Regions from separate parts of the Mus musculus genome. Here regions 2 and 3 are each linked to region 1. Evidence: chromatin contacts called from public promoter capture Hi-C data. All regions are on one chromosome and are shown on one strand. Each heading gives the region's core, a stretch centred on a gene start, on an enhancer-like site or on the middle of the called end of the contact. The rest is flanking DNA. Distances are from core to core; before and after follow the strand shown. Region 1 holds the start of Cks1b (CDC28 protein kinase 1b). Region 2 holds the start of Gatad2b (GATA zinc finger domain containing 2B). Region 3 holds the start of Rps27 (ribosomal protein S27).

Region 1 (3,552 bases), core at 434-2,933:
TTAATCCCCGCACTCAGGAGGCAGAGGCAGGTGGGTCTCAGTTGAGGCCAGCCTGGTCTACAGGGCAAGTTCCAGGACAACCACAGCAGCAGATGAACCCTGTCTCAAAAACACAAAACCAAACAACCACAACCACAACGAAACAACAACAAACAAAAACAAGAAAGAAAGCAAAACCAAAATAAAAACACCATGGGTTTTCACCACTTTCATAAGAGTTATTAAAACCACAAATGAGCAATTTGATGTGTGACTCCTGGGTATGAGATACTGACGATATTTGTTTCTCCTTTGATCACAGGCCTCACAGGCCTCTAGCTGGTTACCTACTCTAGGACTGTGTGGAAAGGCCTTTTACGGAACAGGTATGAAGACAAACATGCAAATGTTCATACTTCTAAGGGATGTGCTATGATACTTGGAAAATCCCAAGCTTTCCCAAACATAAGTTTATGGCAAAAAATTACCTGACTTGACTCAGGCTACCCCAAGTAGATTTACTTTATCATGCTCAGTGAAGATGTACTAAATGCTTCTTCCTTTGTGATAATAACAAGAGCCCCACCCCATTGTTGTCCAAATGTCAGAAAAGAGCTTCCATTCTAACTGTGACTTCGATACACAGAACCAAAAAAAAAAAAAAAAAAAGAAAAAAAAGAAAAAAAAGAAAAAAAAAAAAGAAACCCAAACAAACCCCTCCTTTAAACAAAAATGCCAAGGCTAAGCTGGAGTTACAGCTTCCCAGAGATGAAGCCACTCATTTCTCCAGCCATGCAAATGCTGTAAGTGTAACATTGTTACAGACGTGGAAAACAGCTGAGTACTTTACACTTGAGACAAGGTTCCATCTGTAGTGTGATCTGGGCTGGACCCTATGACAATCCTGCAGCCTCAGCTTCCAGAATGCTGAGATTAAAGATGTGAGCTACCGTACCAGCTTATCTTGCACCTTAACAGAAAACACTTGAAACCTCTATGCGCGCCATGAATGATCAAGTATTTGAAAGGTATCTACCCACGGCCACAGTCTTCATGCCACTCCAAGTCCTGTAAAAGCCTATCTAAAACAAGGCTGACAACTACTCATCTTTTTTATAAACTAAAAACCACCAACACTGAGGCTCTCTTAGAACCGTCCTTTCATCAAGAGCATGAAACTTTCAGTTCTGCACGGGCTACCTTCTTTCTCCCAGCAGACTTTGAGATTTCAGTAACGCGAGCAGTTCCTATTAGGGAAATCGCCACAACAAAGTTGCTTTAGTGATGTGAATTCCCAGAGGTAAAACTGATCAGAGCTACAAGACGCTTCAATTTAACAGCCGGCCAACTCTAAGTTCCCTTTCATTGTTTTACATCCTCCGTCCACCTTTTGCGCATGTGCTTTGCTGCTGTACCCAATCCCACCCCCACCCCACTCCCCGGTAATTCCTTGCGCACGCGCCCGTTCTACACTGTCCCCCGCCCCCATCCCCCGCCTCCCACTCCGGCCTAGGTAACTAACTCCTCGCGTGCTCTCTTTTGTCTGTAGTCCCCGCGCCGGCACTAACCGGTATTCGAACTCCTCGTCGTCGTATTTGTCCGAATAGTAGATTTGTTTGTGGGACATGATTGCTCTGTCCGAGGGCGCTCAGCCCCGCGCCGCAGGCCTCCAGACAACTCCCAGCAGCACGCGCTCCCACCCTCTTTGGCCTCGCTTTCAAACACACCGCCCGCACTTCCTATTGGTCTCTGCGGCCGAAGGCGGGACAGCTCCATTTTGAAGTCCTCGATTGGCTTGCTTTGGCGTCTCTTCAAGTCGTAAATGGAGTGCTGTGCTCAGGTTTCTGAAGAATGAGCTGGGTCAAACTAGGATTCTCATTGGCTCTCACTGCGCCCCTTGAGCCTGCTGGCGCAGCCATTGGCCAACTTTGGAAAGCAGACGGGTAAAGGAGGGACAGCGAGGTAGGGGGTCAGGGGTTAGTGAGGCCGGAAGTGAGTGTAATAAAGTTTGTCTGGGGAGGCCCAGGCTGGGGTGAAAGTTGGGGCGGTGACTTAAGCAGACAGTTGCGTGATCCGGAACCAGATCGGCCCGCGGTGCGGTGCGGAGACTCCATGAGACCCTGGTAAGTCTAGACTTTCTTTCTGTGGCGACCAACTCCTCTTCCACCCCGGAACCCCTCTCCCAGGACCCTACTTCCGGTCTTGCTGTATAAGTCCCGCCCCCGAGACCCCTCTCCGGAAGTCCCACCTTCCTACTTCAAGGGGCTCCCTGAACCCCGACTTGTCTCTTATGATCGCGACCACACCCTGTGGTCTTACTTTCCTGGGAATCGCACCCCCAGACGTGTTTCCCAGCACCATATGATTAGTCTTCCTTGTTCTCTCTCTGAGTCTGCCTCTTCAGGATTCTCGGTTGAACCCAGTCTATCCATTGCCTGGCTTCCAAAAGAGGGAAAACCGTGCTTTTGAAAGACCGATGTGACTTTGTAGAAGTGACGCCTCTTTGGGACCCCGCCCCTTTGGGACCCGCCCCTTCCACTGTCCACGTCCGATCCTGGGAATGTGCCGTACTCCCTGTTTAGGGACCTTGTCCCCTCAGGATTCTCCTTCCTCTTGGGCTTGGGTCAGTGCCGCAAAACCCAGGTCTTAAATGCCTGACGTTTCATCCGCTTCTATATCCCTCTCCTTGTTTTAAGCTTTGGGCTTAATTCTCCTGAGCTCTGGTGCTCCATAAGGTGGGGGGTTGAAATTTGTGGTTGTAAGGAGTGAGCTTATTAGCAGCGTCGCCCCTCTCCCCTCTTCGCCCACCCCCGTAACCTTCGAGAGTGAATTAAGTCGAAGGGACTGAATTTCGTTTACAGCTGGAGAGTGGATGAAGGAAAGGAGACTCTTGACTCCTTTGAGACCCCATCCCAAAGACAGCCATAGATGGCACCTTCCCATGCCTGGATTGGACTAAGCATTGGTTTGTGTGAGCCTAACGGGAGTCAAAGTTTTCCTGCTGTCAAAAGAAAAACTGTTTTGGAGACAGGAGTAGAGGTTCTCGTCCTTTCCGCTGTTTTTACAAGACCCCTCCCCCTATCCAGATATTCTAGTTTGGCATTCATCCTGGCCCCACTTGCCTAACCTTCCCTGCTGGAAACATTCCTGAGGCTTTCGCCATTTCCTGCTATTTCCTGCCCCTCCAGCTTCCTCCCTGCTGTGCCGAGGTGTTTAACGCGGCTTTTCTCCTGCCCTTACTACCTAGCCTTGGGTGCAGGAGGCAATCTCTAAGCAAACTTAAAGGCTCGTGTTGACTTTTTCTTCCAAATGCGGGCACCTCTTGCTCATCCCTGGCCTTCCGATATGAAAGCTCCCAGGAAGAGCCATCTCTCAAGATGACACCATGGTGTGTTTGTGTGATTGGGAGTGTAAGAGCTGAGGTCTTAGCAAACAGAATGACAGAATTTCTTTTCAGGAAGAGATGTGGTATTCAGTAACAGCTTTCCTGGGATGGGGACTAAGCACAGGGGAGAGAATGAAGGGTGGTATTTAAACTGCTTTAAGTGCTGCTGAAGAGGTCTGAAGGTAGAC
Region 2 (3,552 bases), core at 610-3,109, 870 kb after region 1:
CAAGACGGTTTCTCTGTGTAGCCCTGGCTGACTTGGAACTCACTCTGTAGATCAGGCTGGCCTCGAACTCAGAGATTCACCTTCCTCTGCCTCCCAAGTGTTGGGATTAAAGGCATGCACTGTCATGTCCAGCTCTCCATCATAATTAACTTTATTTATATAATTTGCAGTATTGGGTTTTGAACATGCTAACTAGTATTCTAGGACAACTCTTGTTTTTTGTTTTTTTGTTTGTGTGTTTTTTGAGACAGGGTTTCTCTGTATAGTCCTGGCTGTCCTGAACTCACTTTGTAGACCAGGCTTGCCTCAAACTCAGAAATCTGCCTGCCTCTGCCTCCCGAGTGCTGGGATTAAAGGCGTGTGCCATCTCTAGGTCAACTCTTAACAAATTAATTTTTAGGTATTTACAAACTGTGTTTTCCTTGCATGAATGTGTATGCACTGTAGGAGCCCCTGGTGCTCAGGGAAGTCAGAGGGGTGCTATGGAGCCCTTGAACTGGAATTACAGATAGGTACCTGGGTCCTCTGAGGAGCAACAAGTGCTTAACTATTGAACCATCTCTTCAGCCCCCCTTTAAAGGAATCTGAAACATCTTCATATCTAGCCTTGGCTAACCTGTGACCTCAGCATCCCAGTGGTGAAGTTACATTTGTGCACCATCATGTCAGGCTTACAATTTTATTTCCATAGTGATTTGAAAAAATGTCTTCTCTACTGTCTCTGGCACTAGTTAGATCTGACTTTTAATCATTGCTCAGTTGCTGTCTACCTTTGGCAAGTTGCTTAATCTGACCCTGTTCCTTAGTACACATGGGTTAAAATCTCAAGTCTGTCACATGTGTAACTTTGTCTTTTAATCGATACCTTATTGTCCTCATCTGTAAGATAGGATGGCCAGTACTTGCCTCACAGAGAGTAAGAATTCATTGTTCTTGTTCCCCCAAAAAGTTATTATTCTTTCAATGTGTTTATTTTTGTGATAATTAGTTCTCATTTCTAGGGCGCTCAGAAAGAATATTCATGGTGTTCTAGAAACGTAGAATGTAGGCGGGTCTAACCTCTTGGAGGAAGTAGGAGATAGCCAGGCTAGCAAAAGAACCCGGGCCTTGACTTAGCTAGTGCAATAGGGTGGGGTGGGAAGCTGTATCCTCACTGTGAACAGAAAAAGACCAGATCCCAGAGTATACACCATAAATTCAGTACATTTAGCTAATTGTTTGTTTTTTCTTTGTGCTGTTACGGTACAACCAGGAAAGGACCGGTCAGAAGTAAATTAACACACGAGTCCCAAGGCCTTGGGCAGAACGGGGCAGGCCACACCCCAGAAAGACAAGGCCAGAGCTCCTAAAGCTAGTCCTGTCCTTAAATTCATGGATTCTGTCGCGATGAAACACCACCCACCCAAACACAGAGCCCAGCGCCGTTCCCGGTCTCCATCTTTAGACGAGAAAGAATGAGAGCCTGTCAAAGGAGAATCCCGGTTTTAAGAGACTAGGTGGTACGGCGGCTGCCAGGGGACCAAAACGTCTACAAGGTAAAGCTGCAGCCTGAAGCGATTTTTTGACCCCCGACACTTAATGGGCTGTCGAAGACCCGGATGTGTCTGGGACTGGCCGAGGTACCCATTAACGCGCCCCCGCTAGACCATCCCCCTTCTCCATTTATGATTGGATTTTCTTAACGCCAATCACTACTTCTCCAGCCACCCATTCCTCAAGGGTGGGGTGAAGTCTTGGTATCCCGCTTTCAATTGGTAGGAGCAAGAAGAGGAGGGCGGGTAGCCGGCTAAGTTCCTCCAATGGCCGTCGTGGCGTGTGGTTAAGGCGGAGTCAAGGCGCTTGGCAGCTGCCCAATCAGCGTCCTTGTTTGTGTGGTGCCGCCGCCGCCGGTGCAGCCGCCGCCGCCGCTGCTGCCCCTGTCTGTACCGCAGTGTCTGCTCCGCCCGCCCGCCCTCCCCGACCCGGCCCGCCCCCTCCCCCACCCCCGCTCCCGGACCCGCCAGTGGGGTCTGGATCCCACTGTGCCGTCGCCGCCTCCTTTTTCGACGCCTTCACAGCCGCCTGAGGAAGCGACCTGGTCGGGAGTTCCGCCGCCGCTGCCAGGTGAGGAGCTCTGGCCTAGGCCAGCCTGGCCGCCAGCCCGCCAGCCCGCCAGCCCGCCCGGGGGCGGTGAGGAGCGACGGAGGGAGCGAGGCTGCGAGAAGGCGGCGGTGGGGGAGGGGAAAGGTGGAGGGCGGGGGGAGGGGAAGCGCCCGCGAGCCGACGCCCGCCCGCGCGCCCCCGCCTGGCGTCCCCTCCCCCAGCCCGGCCCGCGCGCCCCCGCCTCGCGCTCCCCTTCACCTCTTCCCCTCCCCCCCGCGCGCGCGCCCTGGTCTTTCACTTAGGCCTCGCGCGACCCGGCTGGTGTCCCTTCGTGTCTTCGCTTTTTACTCTTTCTCCCCTCCCTCGCTCCCCGTTTCCCTCGCCATCCCCCTTTTCACTCAGTACCTCATGCCCGCCATGCTCCCCTCTTCTCCGGAGCGTCCTCCTCTCCGTGTTTTTAACTCTCCGCCCCCAGTAGTGCCCTCGGGGTGCGGGGGCCGCTCCCTGCACTGAGTCCTATGTTTGACGGCGGATAGGACGAAAAGGGGATCCTTAAGGGTGGAGGAAGCACTGGATAATTATCTTTATTGGGGGGGGGGACAGGCTCAGGAGTGCAGAACCTTACCCCTTTATTTCGTCGTCCATCGTTCCCTTGCCCTCCGTAAGAAAAGGGAATTGTCTTGACTTGCGTGGGTTACTTACCTCGTGTAGCAACTAAACCACCCATTTTCTCAGCTGGGCTTCTGGGATTCGCTGGATCTGTTTCCCAGTTCACTTCTTGAGGGTTGATGGAACTAGAACTTACTCTTCCGGACCAAGTCGGGACTTAGAGTACTTTTTGCCTCCTTGGGCTCAGTTACCTGAAGGAGCTAGTTACTCCTGTGAATGAAGAGATTTAGGTGTTAATCGCTGTCCCGGACAGCTTCCCCGCTCTATAAAGGTATGGTGCCCTCTTTGAGTTCATCCCCAGCACCAGATTCACTCTAAGCATAAGATGTTCCTTCGTAAGGACTGGTCCTGAGATGGAGGTGGCGGCTTTACTGGTGGGTAGGTAGCATGTGGATGCTGAAGTTAGCAGTGTTTCCCTGTTCTCTTCTGGAGAGAACCAGTGTTCTCATCTGGTAGTTACTTGAAGGGCTTTTGTGTGTGTGCTTCAGAGGTGGGAATAATATAAATTAAATCATCTTTTAGCAAAGAGAGGCAGTGTTTTCATGCCTACCCAGCAAGATTTGAAATAGTGCTTGAAGTTGGAGTAAAAGTAGGTTTTTGATCCATGTGGATTGGAGAAGAGCTTTTGTAGTTTTTTGGAGCCGTTCCTTTTCCAGAAATTATAATTTAAATAGACAACAGATGAATGTGGCACAGATGAAAATAAGAAGAAATCTTCCCCTTCCACCTCTGTCCTCCAACCATCTTATCTTTACTACAGCCATGACTGAAGTTTTTTGGCCTCTGTATTAGTGTCTGTAA
Region 3 (3,552 bases), core at 717-3,216, 800 kb after region 1:
GGACTGTAATCTTTGAGGCCTTTCCGCAAGCGCACAATCACATAAGCCCTTTTTGTGGCATTTCCTTTCTCCAGCACACAATGCCTTCCTGAACAAGGTTCAGACTATTCCAGTTGTTTATGTGCCAACAACAGGAACAACTCAGCCAGGTAAAGACCTGCCCTCACTCCGCAAGTTCAGATATGTCCGTCTCCAAGTTACCACCTTGATTGTCTCGCTTTTTTTTTTCTCCTAGGTTCTTACACGGCCACATGTTCCCCCCCTCACTTCCTGAGCTCACGGCCACCACTAGTGCAGAGTCGGCTACAACACTGGTTATGGAGTATAAAACACTAACCTAGTAGTCAGCGTCCCTCTAACTGTAGAGGACTGGAGATGCCTAATCCTGCACAAGTTTAGTAGCTAACTACAAAACTAAACCTCCAGATCAAGTTTGTAGTAAGTATAAATAAAAGCTCCTAGGTGGTTAAGTCACGTGTGTAAAGATTACATTTCTGAGGCTGGATTCCCGAAGCCCTCGGTGTCTGTCTGTTCCTAGCACCACAAAAACCGCAACAGCAGTACACACCTACAATGCCATCACTTGACAGGTATCCTGTCACATACACTTGAAGCTACCTAAGGCCATCTCAACAACACACAGAAAAACAGTAACCCTCTGCTTCTCAGGCACTGGGATTAAAGCAGCCTGGGTACCATTATCCCTAAATAAAGACAGTCCCCACTGTCACACACCTTTGTATGACACAATGTTTCCAATAACCATTGCTAAAAGTTACTACCAAAAAGACATAGAAGAGTAAGCCCAATTATACACTATCACCAGTTTTAAACCATGGTCTAAGATTTATACAGTGAATCTAGATAAAAATGCCCCCAATGGACTCTAGGTGTTTGGCCACTTACTTGACCCCAAAGGGACCACTCTTCTGTTTGCCCTGGGATATGTGAGGCACCACTTGCTACCAGTTAAACAAGACAAACATTATATATCCAAAACGTGTTTATTGGGAAGGTTCCCACTCATCTTCAATCAGGGGCTTTCAGTGCTGCTTCCTCCTGAAGGAGCATCCTGGAAGAAAAAGATGCAAACGTTACTTCTGCCTGCCACTGACCCTGCCTCATCTGCAGAGTGCTAAACCTTCCTAACAGGAGTGCAGCTGGCTTTACCAGCCGGAAGCCTTGCATTCTACTCAGCCTTTCACCTTAGGACCCCAAAGCCAAACAAAACCCCAACACTGAGACCACTCACCTTCTGTCAGCCTTGCTTTTCCACCTGTAGGCTGACAGAGGACAGTGGAGCAGCCAACACACAAGACTACCGTTTGTGCATGGCTAAAGACCGTGGTGATTTTATAGCATCCTGGGAAGAAAAAAAAAGAGAAGAAAAATGTTAACTTCTTTTATTCCTCTCCAAGTTACCACTTCTGAACTCGTAATAAAATCAAAAATTAAGTTACAACCATTAGTACAGTTTAGTTTTCCCGCACAGCTGAAAACCACTTCCTTACCTGGGCATTTCACGTCCATAAAGTAGGAATTGGGGCTCTGCACCAGGCGCTTTTTCTTGTGTTTCCTCTTCTCCTCTTCTGGAGAGGGATGAAGGAGATCCTTTGCGAGCTAAAAGGGGCAGAAATGCAAAGACTTAGAAGGTAATGGAGGAAAGAGATGATGGGAAAGAGCCCCCACTGGCACACACCGAGGAGAACTCGCCCCTCGCCGCCCCTGGTGTCTGCGTAGCTGGGCCGCCATCTTATCTCCTCTCCGCTCCCGTCTACGCGGCTGACCCGTGGGCCGCCGCGGCTCTGGTTACTGTCCTAAGAGACGCAGAGCGCACATGTGGACCCTGTAGGACCCGCAATTAGCGCAAGAGGACCGTGCGGACCCAAGAGCGAGTTCTCTGTCGAAACCTGGACCAAGGAACTCACAGGCATGTTCTCGTAGGGAGGTCGTCACCGCCGGAAAGGAGCGAAAGCGGAAATCCTGTTCCTTATATCTGATATGGGACAGGAAGTGACGAGCCGTGTTGCTTCGCCATCTTCGGAAGGTCTTCTACTCTGTTCGAATGCAACGGAATGCCCGTTGACTGCCATTTGTAGAAGGTCCGTAAAGGCTCCTCGCGTCGCGGGCGCGTAGCCATGGTGAGAGAGTTAGCTTCTATTTTGAGTTCAGAATTTAGCTGCTGTGGCGAGAAAAATGGATACTTTTTTCTCACGTAGTTTCCGACTACGCTTTGACAGCTGGAGTGTGATGGGAACATCACAGGTGAACACCAGCGAGAAGCTTTTATCCATGACATTTTTAGTTATTGATAGTCTTTACCATTTTCCAGTTGGTTTGATTTACGCTGATTAATAATTCTAGACGTAAATAGGTTTTTTTTTTTAAAAAATGAGATACCTGCTTGAAGCTGGGGGTGTACTACGCTGGTAGGTAGAGTGCGTGCTAAGAATGTGCAAAGCGTAAACTGGGCAGGGCGCAGTGGTGCTGTCAGTGGCTCAAGGCTGGAATCTCAGAACTTCAGAGGATGAAGCGGGAGGACGAGGAGTTCAAAATCATTCTAGGCACTGGGCTTCCTAGCAAGTTTGAGGTCTGAGTGGACTACAGGAGACCCTGTCTGAAAAAACAACAAAATCAAATCCTGTTCATATTTGCTCCACTGCAGCTAACCCTATTGTTTACCTTTATTGTTTTGTTGTTGCTGCTGTTTTCCAGTGCTAAAGATAGAGCCCGACTTTGTATTCTTACAATTCTTTACCTTTGAGGAATAAAATCAAATATCCTTACACCACTTGACACGTGCATTGCTTTTAAAGTGCTAATTAAAGGCCAGACGAGGTTGGTCACACCTTTATCACTGCATTCTGGCAAAGCATGGAAGAGACTGAGTTCTGGCCAGCCTGATCTAGCAAGTTGTAGGACAGCCAGAACTACAAGAGATGTCTCTAAAAACCAAATCAAAACAAAAAGTATGTTATTTAACTATGGAGCTGCTGTAACCATTACCACATTGTACAAATTTGTGTGTTTGCTGCTCAACACAGAGGCAGGTGGATCTCTGAATTCAAGTGTCTATAAATAAAATAATAAATAAATAGTCCATGCTTAAATGAATGCATGTTGATTTTGGATTTTGGCAATATACATGGCAGAGATATCTTGGGAAATAGATTCTAGGTTTAAAAATGAAATTCATGGCCAGGTGTGGTGGTGCACGCCTTTAATCCCAGCACCTGGGAGGCAGAGGCAGGCGGATTTCTGAGTTCAAGACCAGCCTGGTCTACAAAGCGAGTTCCGGGACAGCCAGGGCTACACAGAGAAACCCTGTCTCAAAAAAAAAAAAAAAAAAAAAAAAAGAAAGAAAGAAATTCATTCCTTTTCCTAGACTGAAAATAATTTCTTATAATACTTGTACATCTGCAATTTATCATGTGAGCAGAAGTATGAAAATGCAGGGGATGAGGGGGGAGGCAGGGACAGGGTTTCTCTGTGTAGCCTTGGCTGTCCTGGAGCTCACTCTGTAGACCAGTCTGGCCTTGAAATCAGAGATCC

The links. Promoter capture Hi-C pulls out the DNA fragments that hold promoters and counts their contacts.
Region 2: a contact with region 1 is called in a promoter capture Hi-C map of pre-B cells, with 2.6 times the contacts expected there. The contact joins the promoter of Gatad2b here to the promoter of Cks1b in region 1. A contact is called at or near these places in 1 of 39 promoter capture datasets (pre-B cells) and 1 of 9 other capture datasets (pancreatic islet).
Region 3: a promoter capture Hi-C map of second pharyngeal arch cranial neural crest shows a contact between it and region 1. The contact joins the promoter of Rps27 here to the promoter of Cks1b in region 1. A contact is called at or near these places in 8 of 39 promoter capture datasets (cranial neural crest, embryonic stem cells, erythroid cells and 5 more) and 3 of 115 datasets of contacts at active chromatin or transcription factors (bone marrow-derived macrophages, extraembryonic endoderm stem cells and memory CD8 T cells).

The regions. Positions count from the first base shown.
Region 1 is chr3:89,416,608-89,420,159 of GRCm38.p6, forward strand. It overlaps Cks1b (CDC28 protein kinase 1b), which reads right to left and starts at 1,684. Exons shown (of 3, transcript NM_016904.1): 1 at 1,548-1,684. The coding sequence starts at 1,606. It also overlaps a transcript of Shc1 not described here.
Region 2 is chr3:90,291,322-90,294,873 of GRCm38.p6, forward strand. Gatad2b (GATA zinc finger domain containing 2B) reads left to right here and starts at 1,860. Exons shown (of 11, transcript NM_139304.3): 1 at 1,860-2,103.
Region 3 is chr3:90,211,682-90,215,233 of GRCm38.p6, forward strand. Rps27 (ribosomal protein S27) reads right to left here and starts at 1,967. Exons shown (of 4, transcript NM_027015.4): 1 at 1,929-1,967; 2 at 1,512-1,620; 3 at 1,253-1,363; 4 at 986-1,072. The coding sequence starts at 1,934. The coding sequence ends at 1,044. Nup210l (nucleoporin 210-like) reads left to right here. Exons shown (of 40, transcript NM_029937.2): 39 at 75-149; 40 at 236-470. The coding sequence ends at 336. It also overlaps a transcript of Rab13 not described here.